Regions from separate parts of the Mus musculus genome. Here all the other regions are linked to region 1. Evidence: chromatin contacts called from public promoter capture Hi-C data. All regions are on one chromosome and are shown on one strand. Each heading gives the region's core, a stretch centred on a gene start, on an enhancer-like site or on the middle of the called end of the contact. The rest is flanking DNA. Distances are from core to core; before and after follow the strand shown.

Region 1 (4,011 bases), core at 195-2,694:
CTGAATCACCTAATTCATTAAGAAAATCAAGGTCATTAGCTTCTTTAAGTTCAGAATATAGTTTCAACCATGGGTCTTCAAAATTCTCTGAGCTCCCAGGAGGGAGAGAATCTGGAGAGGTTTCAATAGTTGAAAGTGCTGGTGGATCAACAAGCCAATTCCAGTATTTTAAAAGATTCATCCTTGTACTTCTGTTACTCTAGAACCACTCCTGGTACCAACTTCTGTATTAGTCAGGGTTCTCTAGAGTCACAGAAGTTATGGATAGTATCTAGATAGTAAAGGAATTTATTGATGACTTACAGTCGGCAGCCCAATTCCCAACAATTGTTCAGTCGCAGCTGTGAATGGAAGTCCAAGGATCTAGCAGTTACTCAGTCTCACGCAGCAAGCAGGCGAAGGAGCAAGAGCAAGAGCTAGACTCCCTTCTTCCAATGTCCTTATATTGTCTCCAGCAGAAGGTGTAGCCCAGATTAAAGGTGTGTCCCACCACACCTTTAATCCCAGATGAAAGGCGTAGCCCAGATTAAAGGTGTGTTCCTTAAACTCGGAGATTCAATCTTCTGGAATCCATAGCCACTATGGCTCAAGATCTTCAAACCAAGACCCAGATAAGGATCTCCAAGCCTCCAGATAAGGGTCACTGGTGAGCCTTCCAATTCCGGATTGTAGTTCATTCCAAATATTGTCAAGTTGACAACCAGGAATAGCCACTACAGTTGCTCTTGCAGAGAACCTAGGTTTGGTTCCCAGCCCCCACATGACTGCTCATAACTCTCTGTAACTTCAGTTCCGATGGGGGCGGCAGGTTGGAGAGGTGCGGGGGAGTGGGATTCCAATACCCTCTTCTGGTTTTCCCAAGTACCAAGCATGCATGAAATGCACATGTGTATGCAGGCAAAACACCCATACATATGAACAAAAATAAATCTTAAAAAAAGAAAAGTAAAGACAAGACTTGGACTAGTCGCTTCACGCATCTGAGCCTATTTCTGAGTTGATATGTGAAGGGAGATGTTCAAGGTATGTAACTAGCCACTAGACTCTTTGCCTGCTAAGTCTTGTCTGCGCTTTGAACTTGGACAGCCTGGCGGCAGAAGGACCACTGTGTGCTCAGGAAAGGGCTGTGCTAGCTCATAGTCCCTGCTGGTTGAAGGGAAACCCAGGGAATCTTAAGGGCCCCATACTGACCAAAAAGACAAAGTAGGTGGTTTAGAGCTTGGTTTAAAGTCGCCAGAAAGCCACTAGTCACCTGTTTGAGCTATGTAAGGTTTACGAGGACTTGGAATTGCCATCGTCAACTAACAGACAGATAACCCAGAGTATAGAAGCCCAGCCAATCTACTGGTATCATCTAGTGCGTTGTTAGACTGAAAACTACAACTCCCAGAATGCCACTCAAAGCTGATCAGGAACCGGAAGTGGCTTTGGGGCGGGACCAACTGTGTTCTCTTCTGAGCAAGGTGTGTTAGGTAAGCCAAGATCTGGTTCTGAGGGTTGGCTAGAGACTGCGGGGTCCCACCGAGACGCCTAGGCACCCCACAGCCCTGGGGAGTCTGGGTCTTGCCTTTCCTCGGTCGCAGCACGCGAGTCAGTGTGACCCGCGTTCCCTGCAGCCTGGGATCTAAGCAGGTGTTCTGGTGCTGAAGGTGGTTGGGCTCAGAATGAGAAAATGAGAGACCTATGCAAACAGGATGATTGGACACTTAGCGACGGCGTTTGTGCTCATCAGGTGGGACTTGGGCTAGAAAAGGTCTAAGGCGGAGACGGCGGTGTTAACTCCAAGTATTTATTGAGAGTCTGAGTAAACGGAACATTTAATTTTATTGGAACGGTGTGAAAAAATCAGACAAAAAATAAGTAGGTGGTGTTGGATAGTGAAAATATGCCTGATCTGAGGACGTGTGAGACTAAGGGAAGAGCATGTGGGCAGAGATTAACAGTTTATGTAGACATTGGGATATTTAGTATGTTTGGGAAATAGGTAGGTCACAGTTTATGCAGACATCGGGATATTTAGTATGTTTGGGGAATAGGTATACCACAGAGCGTAAAAGAAAATGATGGAGGAGGGGCTACCAGGAAAGATGGCTCTTGCTGAGGATGGGAGTTTAGTTCTCAGCACCCATGTCTGGGCGACTCATGACTGCCTGTAACTTAAGCTCCAGACACCTGTACTGAACTGATGCACACATAGCCACATACATAATTTTTAAAAATAAAATGGCTCTGGTGTGGTGGTGCAAGCCTTTAATTCGGGAGGCAGAGGCGGGCAGATCTCCGTGAGTTCTAGGCCACCCTGGTCTCCAGAGGGAGTTCCAGGATAACCAGGGTACAGAGAAACCTTGTCTCAAAAAACAAACAAACGAATGAATGAATGAATGGATGGATGAATGGTTGGATGGATGAATGTGGGAGGCAGAGACAGGGCAGATTTGTGAGTTGGAGGCCTGCCTGGTCTCCAACCAGTATATAGCAAGTTCAAGGCCAGCTAGGGCTACATAGTGAAACCCTGTCTATAAATAAACAAACAAACAAATAAATATAAATAAATAAATAGAATCCTCTAGAAAAAAGAAAGTTGACAGAAGGGAGAGAGCCCTTAGTGATCTGTGCAGATAGTGTGTAGATTTTGGATTACGGTGAGTGAAATAGAAAATGCTGCTGACTCTGGCCAGAAGAGTGGTGTAATTCTCAAACATTTAGATGCTCTTATATATCTGCTGCTACATACTTGTGAATATATATATTTCACAGATTTATTTTGAGACAGGGTCCCAGGTAGTTTAGACTAACCTCAAAGTCTTTATGTAGCCAAGGATGAACTTGAACTTGAGCCGTGAACTTCTGACCCTCCTGTTTCTTTTTTCGTTGTGCTAGTAGTACCTAAGCTGTCACAGCTGGTTTATGTTATGGGTTTGAGACAAGGGCTTTATGCATGGTAGGCACACGCTCTCCTGAGTTACTTCCCTGGTCCTAGGATGCTCTTTACTGTGTGAGGTTCACTATAAGTTCTTGAAGGATTTGTTTGTAGAGTAGGGAAATGGGAGGACCTGTTTGAGTTACACTCAAAGCAGTTGAAAGTTGGAACCTCATAAAGATGGAATGGATGTCACCACCAAATCCCCAGGATATACCATCACTGTGTCGGTTCATTAGTAACCATTGAGTGACTAAGGCTCAGAAAGAGTGCTTGTTCATTTGAGATGGGGTATAATCACTGTGTCTGCTAGACTGGCCTAGAACTCATAAGCCCCCTGCCTCAGCCTCTCAACTGCTGGGGTTAAAGTTATACCACTATCCCTGCCTTTAGAATAGATATTTTAATTAAGAGGTAAAATACCAAATCTGAGCATAGATAATGTCTTGTGTAGATTCATCGGATCTGTATTTTTTTAAAGATTTATTTTAAATTATGTGTATGTGTGCATATACATGTGTGTGTTCACACATGCACACACACATGTGTGTAGGTGCAAGTGCCATTAGAGTCTAGAAGAAAGTATCTGAACCCCTAGAGAGAAACTATAGGTAGTTCTGAACTACCTGATGTGGGTACTCGTAATAGAACCCTGGTCCTCTTTAAAAGTAGCAAATGCTCTTTAACCATTGAGCAGCGCCTCCAGCCCCCTGATCTGTGCATCTTGATGCTCAGCTACACCTTGGCTTTTTGAGGACCCTTAGATGATAACCTCTGTTCTGCATTTACTGAATTTGCATTGTGTGGCCAGGACTTATGCTGTCCACCAGGGATGCAGAGCTGAAGAAAGGTGGGCTCTGCCATTAGGAGTGTGCAGTCACATATAATACAGGCTCTTAGGGTGGTGGTTACTGGTGCCTTTATTTGATCTCCTGGTATGAGAAACATCTTCAGGGACTATAGAATTTAGAAAGGCACAAGGAACAAAAAAGAAAGTAGTTAAGTTTAATAAATACTAACTATTGCTGTTTAAGATTTATTTATTTTTATGTGTATAAGTATTTTGCTTTCCTGTATGATTGTGAACTATC
Region 2 (4,182 bases), core at 1,299-3,798, 150 kb before region 1:
GTGAAGGCAAGGGTGCACCTGCTAAGTGCACAGGTGAAGGCAAGGGTGCACCTGCTAAGTGCAGGTGGAGGCAAGGGTGCACCTGCTAAGTGCACAGGTGAAGGCATGAGTGCACCTGCTAGGTGCACAGGTGAAGGCAAGGGTGCACCTGCTAGGTGCACAGGTGAAGGCAAGGGTGCACCTGCTAGGTGCACAGGTGAAGGCAAGGGTCCTGTCAAGGAGGCTCATTTCTCTCATATGCAAAGGGGAACAAGAGAGTACATTCTTCAAGGGGACTGCAGTGAGAGTTAAATAACATGCTCCATAAATACTTCAATCCAATGCTGGACATAAAGAATACCCTATGTAAACGATAGCTATTGATTATCATGATTATTTAAAAACTTCCTGGGGTAATTATTTAAGGGCTCTGTAAGTAAACAGCTGTTACATGATACTTGAGAAAGCCTGTTAGATGTTCCAGTTGTCTGGTGGAGCTGTCTCAGAGCGTTTGTTAGTCCTTTCAACCTCTGGTTTTATTGTATCCTTTCCATATGATTGGATTTAAATCCAGATACCAGCATGTAGTTACAGCAAGTGGGAGGCCAAGGCAGGAGAATTGCTGTGAGTATCACACCAGCCAGGGATACAAAGTAAGACTGTCTCATAATTAAAAATAGGACTAGAAGCATGGCTCAATAGATGAGAGCATGAGCTGTGCATGCGTGAGGACCTGAGTTCAAATCCCCAGCACCCATGTAAAAAGGCAGATATGGTTGCATGTGCCTACCACCCCAGCATTGGAGGGCAAAGGCAGGCAGATCTAAGAACTCACTGGCCAGCCAGCCTAGTTGAAAGTGTGAGGTTCTGATTCTATGAGAGGCTCTGTCTCCATTCAGTAGTAGGTGATACAGAAAAACTCCCAGCATCCCATTCTGGTCTTCTTATACATGCACATGGGCAAGTGTACTCTAACACACACACACACACACACACACACACACACAAGATTAAAATATATAAATTTTATGTTTATACAAATATGCTGTGCAACAGTATGGCACAGGAATACTATGTTTTTAGCAACAATAAAATTAGCTACTGGTCTCTGCTTTTCCTTCAGCATTTCAGAGCGTGTTTGTCACAGCCCTTTGAAGACACCAAATCTCAAAGGACTTGTTTCCCTGCTTTACACTGAACAACCAACCAAACCTCCTATGCTTTAGAGATGAACTGACAGCCAATATTTATTTTATTACCATTTTAGTTTTTTTCTTTTCACTTTGCTTGTTATCTATTCGGGTATTTAAAGAAGATGCAAGCCCCTCCTCACATGGATCTAAAATGGTGGCCGCAAATTTGTGCAGAGGAGAAGTAGGGAGAGAGGGCACAAGTGATTCTTCATGTGTAATGTTTGGTATCAGGGAGGTGACGGTAGGGAACAGATAAAGCCTGGATTAGGTCAGACTATCACCAGTCATTCACTGGATAAGGAGTGACCCGGAGCAGGGTGTTAGACTGGAAGTCTGGGTTTAAAAAGTGTGTGCATGTGCATTTGTGTGTGTGCATATGTGTGTGTGCATATACATGTGTGTGTACATGCATGACAGGAGCACACATGCCACCACTAGTGGAGATCAGAGAACAATTTTGTGAAATGGTTGTGGAATGGTTGTTTCTTCCACTTTTATGCACAGTTCTAGGGACTGGATGCAGGTTGCCAGACTTGCCAAGCAAGTGACTTTACCCACCGAACCTCCTCACCAGCCCTATACTGGGATTCTCTACAGAGAATCAGATACAACGGCTGTGAGATACTCGAAATAACCAGACAGGAGAGTCTTCGACCAAGATTTAGCCAAAAGTGGTTCCGTGACTCTCATGCCCCTGGTTATGTCAAAGATCAAACGAGGATTTCTTGGAGGCAGCAGCTAGTGTGCCAAGGGCCATCCTGGTCCCAGCAAGCAAGAGACATACATAAGCCCACATCATACAAGCAGGGGCACTGAGTCTGAGCCGTGTGGCCTGCAGCTGAGGCCCGGGGACTGGTCTGACTCTAGCTCTGGAAACTTACCAGGAAAGAGCAGGGCTGGCTAATGTTTCTGCAAACCAGCCAGTGAGGGGATCAGCTGACACTCCCAGAATTCATTTAGGGGAAAAAACTGCTCCAAGGAACAGCTCTAGGCTCCTGCTGGAGGTTCATGAGGGCAGCAACTTCAAGCTGTCAAACAGGGAAAGAACGGACAGACCCTGGCAGAAGAGAGACTGGGTAGGGGCTATAGCGATTTCTAAGCTCAGGGAGGAAGCTCCTGCCAAAGATGTCAAAGATAGGGGATCTTCAATGACTTGGGAGCCATACGCAGTTTGACCATCTTAGTGTGTTTTGTGTTGCTGTGCTAGGATATCATAGACTTGGTCACTTATAAAGAAAATTAATTTACTTCTTATAGTCCCGGAAGTTGAGAAATGCAAGGTTGAGGGCTTGCCTCTGGTGAGGATCTGCAGGCTTCTGCATCATGAGAGTCAGCACACAGTGGCAGCAGGGGGAGGGGAGGGGAGGGCTATGTGCAAGAAAAAGCCCATGGGGAACCCACAGTCATAGCAACCTGGGTCTGCTCTCAACAACGCCAGCTCACAGTAAGGACATTCATCCGTTCCTGAGGGTTCCGCCTCGCAACAGTCTGACCCTGGAGATTAAGTTTCGAAAGCACGAGGTGGGGGACGTAGGCAAACCATAACAGGCTGTGAGTTCTGGGCGTGTGGGTGGCTGCTTAATTATCTCGAGATGGAGATCGGGGAAGCTTGTGGTTAGCCATAAGGTGCCAAGCAAATGCACACCAGTGTTGCCCACATTGTTCTTTAATAGCTGCAAATAATGACGGAAGACTCGGGAACGTATCAGAAGGTTAATCGGCCTGCCCAAATGCTTGTGATGTCTTTATCAAGCTTGCTCATAATTAGATTATCTCAGGCATCCCTGTCAGTAACAACCCTCACACATCACAGAGCTCTCTGAAAACTAAAGTTTAGGCTCTCCGGGAGCCTTGGTCAACTGCCACCTGCCCAGAACATTTGTTTCATTATTGCTGCTGTCCTGACAGGGTCCCCTGGATCCCACCCAGGCTGGCCTACCGCGCACTATGGAGCCAGGCAGACCTGGAGTTCCTGGTCCTCCTGCCTCTACCTCCCAAGTGCCAGGATCTCAGGCGTGCAGCCTCCCTCCCCCATCCAGCTTCTGCCGCTTCAGATCCCATCAGTCCTATCCAGCACCTGAGGCAGGAACTCCAGCCTGGCCTGGGCTTTTTCTGTCCAAGAGATGATAAGAAGCAGCTGTCCTTAGCTCACTGCCATCCTCCCTGCCATGATTCAGCCATTCAGCTTGCGGCAGCCGCTGTGCGGTAGATGGATGTCTTTCTAAATCCAATCACTCAAAAATAAATACATCGCAGTAGCCTCATTAAGCAAAATTGGATGCAAGGAGAGGATGGGACCGGCTGATAGGAAACGAGAGAGAAGCAGGGTCTTTCCAAGCTGAGCATTTACTTGCCCTTCAGTAACCTCTTCCAGGCCTTTGTTCAGCTTGACACATCTAGTTTAAAAACGCTTATGTACGTGGTACTCTTTCCCAAAGAGAGTCTCTCCACCCCAATGGTGGAAATTATAATATATAGATCTATGTAAGATAGTCAAATAGTCATGTAAAATAAGCACACACACAGATCCTATGTAGTTCATTTAGTAGTCATTATCTTGCTCATTCAGTAGATGATTTGGGTATTTTAAAGCCTGTGCACATGGCAGACACTGCGGTAGGTGCCGAGAGGCTCTTAAATTAGATGCATTCATGCATGCATTCACCGGGACACACAAGCTGAGACCAACTCTGCACTGTGTCCTGTGCGTGCACCACTGGAGGCACCTCTATGGACTAGACAGCTGGGAAAGATGCTTAGGATGGGTGTGGTACAGGCTGAACGCAGAACACTGTACTGTGAAGTTCAACATGGAAGGTGCCATAGAAAGAACAGCGATGATGACGAGTGACAGGTGCCTTAGCGATGTAAGAAACGAGAAACACCCAGGGGCTCGGAGACGTCTCAGTCAGCAAAGTGCTGGCCAGGCAAGCTTGAGAGGTACTTGAGGAGTTCAGATCTCCAGCACTCCCGTAAAAGTGGGGTATGGCAGTTCTCTGGATCAGAATAG
Region 3 (4,225 bases), core at 825-3,324, 240 kb before region 1:
GCCCAAGGCCAATTCTTAATTTAAAAACTATAATTTAGTTAAATCTGGAGTTTGGTGACGCATGCCTCTAGTCCAGCACTGGAGGGACAGGGCAGGAAAGTGGGAGAGCAGAGGTTAGCCTGGGCTATGTGCTGAGATCCTGTCTCAAACAAAAGAAAAGCAGGAAACAACCATCAGTTAAGAAAAAAAAATATTTAAAACAAGACAAAACAAAATAGTTAACTGATGTGGAAATGGCTTTGTCAGTGAAGTGCATGAAAAAAAGGAACCCGAGAGAGCTCAGTCTTCAGATGCACATATACCCGCACACCCGTGCACACACATATACCCGCACACCCATGCACACACATATACCCGCACACCTGTGCACACACATATACCCGCACACCCATGAGCGCACACACATGATCTTGGTTGTTTAGTTTTTAAGAAGCCTGTTCTTTTAAACTGTGACTCTTTCTGGGTGTAGTCAGTAGTATGCAAAGGCTACTAATACTCCAACAAGAGTGTCAGGAATTTGTGTGTTAGGAAGTCTCTTCAAACAAGGTAGCACAAGACAACTCAAACATATTAAAGGAATGTGTTTTCTGCTTTAGTTTCTTATATGTAATAAGTATAAACACACACATATTGTTTTAAATAACTGTATATTAAGATAAATTATTCATTATAGTAAAATTCCAGCATATTTGAGTATGGAGGAATGTGGGAGGAATCACCCATGTGATTCCAGTACTTGGGAGGCAGAGGCAGGAGGATCTCTGTGAGTTGGAGGCCAGCTGTGATAGCATAGTAAGACTGTCTACCAAAGTAAAACAGAACAGGACAGGTTTGTGGGCAGGAAGGGCAGACACTCTGAGTAAGGTACCATGCCCACTGTCTTTTTTTTTTTCTAAAGATTTATTTATTATTATATGTAAGTACACTGTAGCTGTCTTCAGACATATCAGAGGAGGGCATCAGATCTCATTACGGATGGTTGTGAGCCACCACGTGGTTGCTGGGATTTGAACTCAGGACCTTAGGAAGAGCAGTCAGTGTTCTTAACTGCTGAGCCATCTCTCCAGCTCCCAAGCCCTCTGTCTTATGTTAGGGTTACTATTGCTGTGATGAAACACCTGACAAAAGCAAGTTGGGAAGAAAGGGTTTATTTGACTTACACTTCCCCCACCATAGTCCATCATAGTAGAAAACCAGGACAGAAAGTCAAACAGGAAAGGAGCCTGGAGACAGGAGCTGATGCAGAGGCCATGGAAGGGTTACTACCTTGCTCCCCTTGGCTTGATCAACCTGCTTTCTTACAGAACCCAGTAGCCTAAACCAGGGCTGGCACCACCCAGAATGGGCTGGACCCTCCCTTGTCGATCACGAATTAAGAAAATGCCTTAAAGACCTGCATTCAGCCCAGCCTTATGGAGGCTCTCAGTCATCTGATGACTCTAGCTTGTGCCAAGTTGAGAAAACTAGCTAGCACACTTGTCCTGGACTAGTTTTCCAAGGAATTGTCTTAAATAGTGGGGTAAAGGCAACACACCCCAGGACCCTTAGGGAAAAGGAGACTGAGAAAACAAAAGCCAGCTCTACCCCTGGGTATAGCAGTTGGCTGACAGAGAGAGACTGGACACCCTTCCCCACTTTGGCTTCATTCAACAGAATATGCTCAAGAAAAGCCCCATCCTACACAAATATGGGAGAGACAGTGCTATGCAAATGACCTATAAAGAGTCATATGGCCATGGAGTATACACATTTTATTTTCAACAATGTGTCTCTGGTCCCATTCTTTGTTGTGCAACACAGGAACCTGAAGACTTTAACGGATGCCTCTGGGATATTTAGGTGACAGGTGACAGGTGGTCTAAGACTCAGGTTCTGCCTTTGACTTGGGGGTAGTGGGAAGAAACTCAGCTTTGGCCCAGACCATGAGCTAGGAGTGAGAAAGATCACTGACAGATCTCCCCAAGGACCCAGGGACATAATACCTGCCCAGACCAAGGAGGAAGCACAGCGCTGGAGAACTGTGTCACTGCCAGGCTTTCCTGCACAGCTTGACAAATACCAGTCATGTACAGTAGAGGGAGACTGAATGCTGAGAGAGGGGCCGCTCAGAGGAGCAGGCCCAAAGAGAAGATCCAGACAGAATAGTAGCAGAAGGCAAAGATGAGGGAAACAGGCTAATCACAATGCCACCATCATCTATACCAGCTCAATTCCTGCCAGGTCTGACCCCTGAACGACAACAGGGGAGTGCCCATTTCTAAACCCAGTGCACCTAACTTCCAGCTAGGAATTACAACCCACACAAAAACACCAGGCTTCTTGGAGCCCCAAGCAACCAGGCTGCTTCTGTCAGCTGGGATATTTTAGGACCTGGGAAGTAGGAGCCCTCTGGCCAGAGATCAAGACCTTGACCCTCACCTAAGGAAGTTGCCCAGCAAGCTCCACACTCCCACCTACATAAAACCCTGGCTTGTGTTCATGACACTTAGTACTCATAATGGCGACTTCCAAACGCATGTTATTTTTTTTTTCCCTTATTGTCAGAATCCCTGAAAATCAGTTGCCAGGTTCTTTGCTAGAAGCTAACCACCACGCGTTTCTGGCCACATAACTCCTGCCAAACATCTCCTGGGGCAGCTGTCCAATATGGCTACAGTTCAGGCTGTACAAGTTCTTGTTGGTCCTTGTTGGCCTGCATGATGACAGTCCCCATGTGCACCCAGCGTGTGAGCACACACCTTTCCACGTTCCAGCCTGAGAAGACGGCAGCTCTGCTGAGTGTCAATGTTCTAAACCAGCATGCCCAGGGCTAAGCTTATCTCTCTTCCCACGGTAACCTCCATGTTTCCTCCACTGCCTCATGCACTCAGGCTAGAGACCGAAGCCTCAAGGTCCTGATTATTCCCCGCCCTGGCCCTTCTCTCCCAGGTTGCCCTGTGCTCTCCTCTCCATCCCTGGGACCTCAGACTGAGCTTTCTGAGGCAGATCTGACCATGAGAGCTCTCTGTGCTTCTTAGTCACGTTCCAGAATCTCACCCTCTGCAGCCCCACTGACCGCTCCCCAACTCCTCCTGCCTTTATCCCCCCCACTATGGCTGCTGAGGACCTCACAACTCCCTGTGTGTGCTGTGCCCTCTCTGACTCCAGGTCCTCTCACCTCTTGTACTGGGAGTCTTCACCTGCCAACTCTTATTCCTCCTGCATGGTTTGAGCCAAGGGCATTACTTTAGGAGACTGTCCTGGCTCCTTGGTCAGGTGCCCTCATTTATGGGTTCGTGTGCCATACCCTTGGCACATCTATCAGAGAACCTCTCGGGTAGACTGTCATCACCTTTACTAAGCGCCTGCTATACACCAGATGTACTATGAAGCTCCTCTTCCCTTCCCTTCCCTCTGCCCCCCACACCCACCCCAGATTAAGGTCTGGATTCCTATCTTAATCTGGACTTGAATTTGTGATATACCTTAACCTCCTGAGTGCTTGACTTACAGGCATATACCATCATGACCAACCTAGTACTTCCATATGGAACCTTTGCTAATCACCTTCACCACCCCTTAAAGAGCCATGGGCAGGGCAGCAGAGGCAGAAGTTTGCTCAACAGCCATGCCTATGATAACTGTGTGAAGAGAAAAATCCTCTGCAGGGACCAGACCTGACCCTTTCACTGTGGTGCCCACATAAATACCCACATACTTTACTAAGTAGCCTCCTTCCATGTTGTTTCCTTCTGAGACAAGGTTTCACTAGCCCAGGCTGGCCTGAGCTTTGTAGTGATCCTCCTGCATCAGCCTCTCATGTACAAAGATTCTTGATAGGCACCACCATGCTAGGCCTCTTCCTTTAAAAAAAAATTCTATTTTCTGCTTACAATATCGTATAGTCTTGTGTTTTCATGATAACAGCACCTAAAATTGTCCTTAGAAATGGTCCTGGAAGCTGAGTGTGGTGGCACACACTTTTAACTTTTAATCCCAGCACTCGGGAGCCAGACAGATCTCAGCTGGGTTCAAGGCCAGTGTGGTCTACAAAGCAAGTTTCAACACCACAGGGCTCTGTTACATGGAGAAGCCCTGGAAGAACCAAAACCAACAAACAAACAAACACAAACAAACAAAAAAGTGGGCATGTTATATACAATTAAATACAACTGTAGTTAACCATTCTAGATGCCTTGAAGACCCACAGCAGTCTCTGCAATGCCTATTAGCTTACTGAGCACTT

What was found. Promoter capture Hi-C pulls out the DNA fragments that hold promoters and counts their contacts.
Region 2: a promoter capture Hi-C map of hippocampal neurons shows a contact between it and region 1, with 2.8 times the contacts expected there. The contact joins the enhancer-like site here to the promoter of Trmt10b in region 1. A contact is called at or near these places in 3 of 39 promoter capture datasets (cranial neural crest, hippocampal neurons and trophoblast stem cells), 1 of 15 datasets of contacts at CTCF or cohesin (large pre-B cells), 5 of 484 Hi-C or Micro-C datasets (the Ba/F3 cell line, the G1E-ER4 cell line, embryonic stem cells and 1 more), 4 of 115 datasets of contacts at active chromatin or transcription factors (bone marrow-derived macrophages, differentiating embryonic stem cells, embryonic stem cells and 1 more) and 2 of 9 other capture datasets (embryonic stem cells and pancreatic islet).
Region 3: a contact with region 1 is called in a promoter capture Hi-C map of hippocampal neurons, with 5 times the contacts expected there. The contact joins the enhancer-like site here to the promoter of Trmt10b in region 1. A contact is called at or near these places in 9 of 39 promoter capture datasets (the 3T3-L1 cell line, the C10 cell line, cranial neural crest and 5 more), 2 of 15 datasets of contacts at CTCF or cohesin (pro-B cells and stem cell-derived epiblast-like cells), 1 of 484 Hi-C or Micro-C datasets (stem cell-derived neural stem cells), 4 of 115 datasets of contacts at active chromatin or transcription factors (bone marrow-derived macrophages, embryonic stem cells and stem cell-derived neural progenitor cells) and 4 of 9 other capture datasets (adipose tissue, embryonic stem cells, liver and 1 more).

What each region holds. Positions count from the first base shown.
Region 1 is chr4:45,295,724-45,299,734 of GRCm38.p6, forward strand. Trmt10b (tRNA methyltransferase 10B) reads left to right here and starts at 1,445. Exons shown (of 9, transcript NM_027266.4): 1 at 1,445-1,472.
Region 2 is chr4:45,139,948-45,144,129 of GRCm38.p6, forward strand. No RefSeq gene overlaps it. Among named protein-coding and RNA genes, the nearest start is that of Tomm5, 34 kb to the left of the region's middle. Within about 2 kb of position 2,549, at least 36 of the 459 cell types and tissues checked have an H3K27ac peak or open chromatin away from gene starts, as enhancers often do. A contact at or near this core is called in the Ba/F3 cell line, the G1E-ER4 cell line and hippocampal neurons, where this site is marked.
Region 3 is chr4:45,052,992-45,057,216 of GRCm38.p6, forward strand. All of the region lies in intron 3 of Fbxo10 (F-box protein 10), which reads right to left. All of the region lies in intron 1 of Gm30939 (a long non-coding RNA gene), which reads left to right. Among named protein-coding and RNA genes, the nearest start is that of Gm30939, 9.7 kb to the left of the region's middle. Within about 2 kb of position 2,075, at least 9 of the 459 cell types and tissues checked have an H3K27ac peak or open chromatin away from gene starts, as enhancers often do. A contact at or near this core is called in hippocampal neurons, where this site is marked.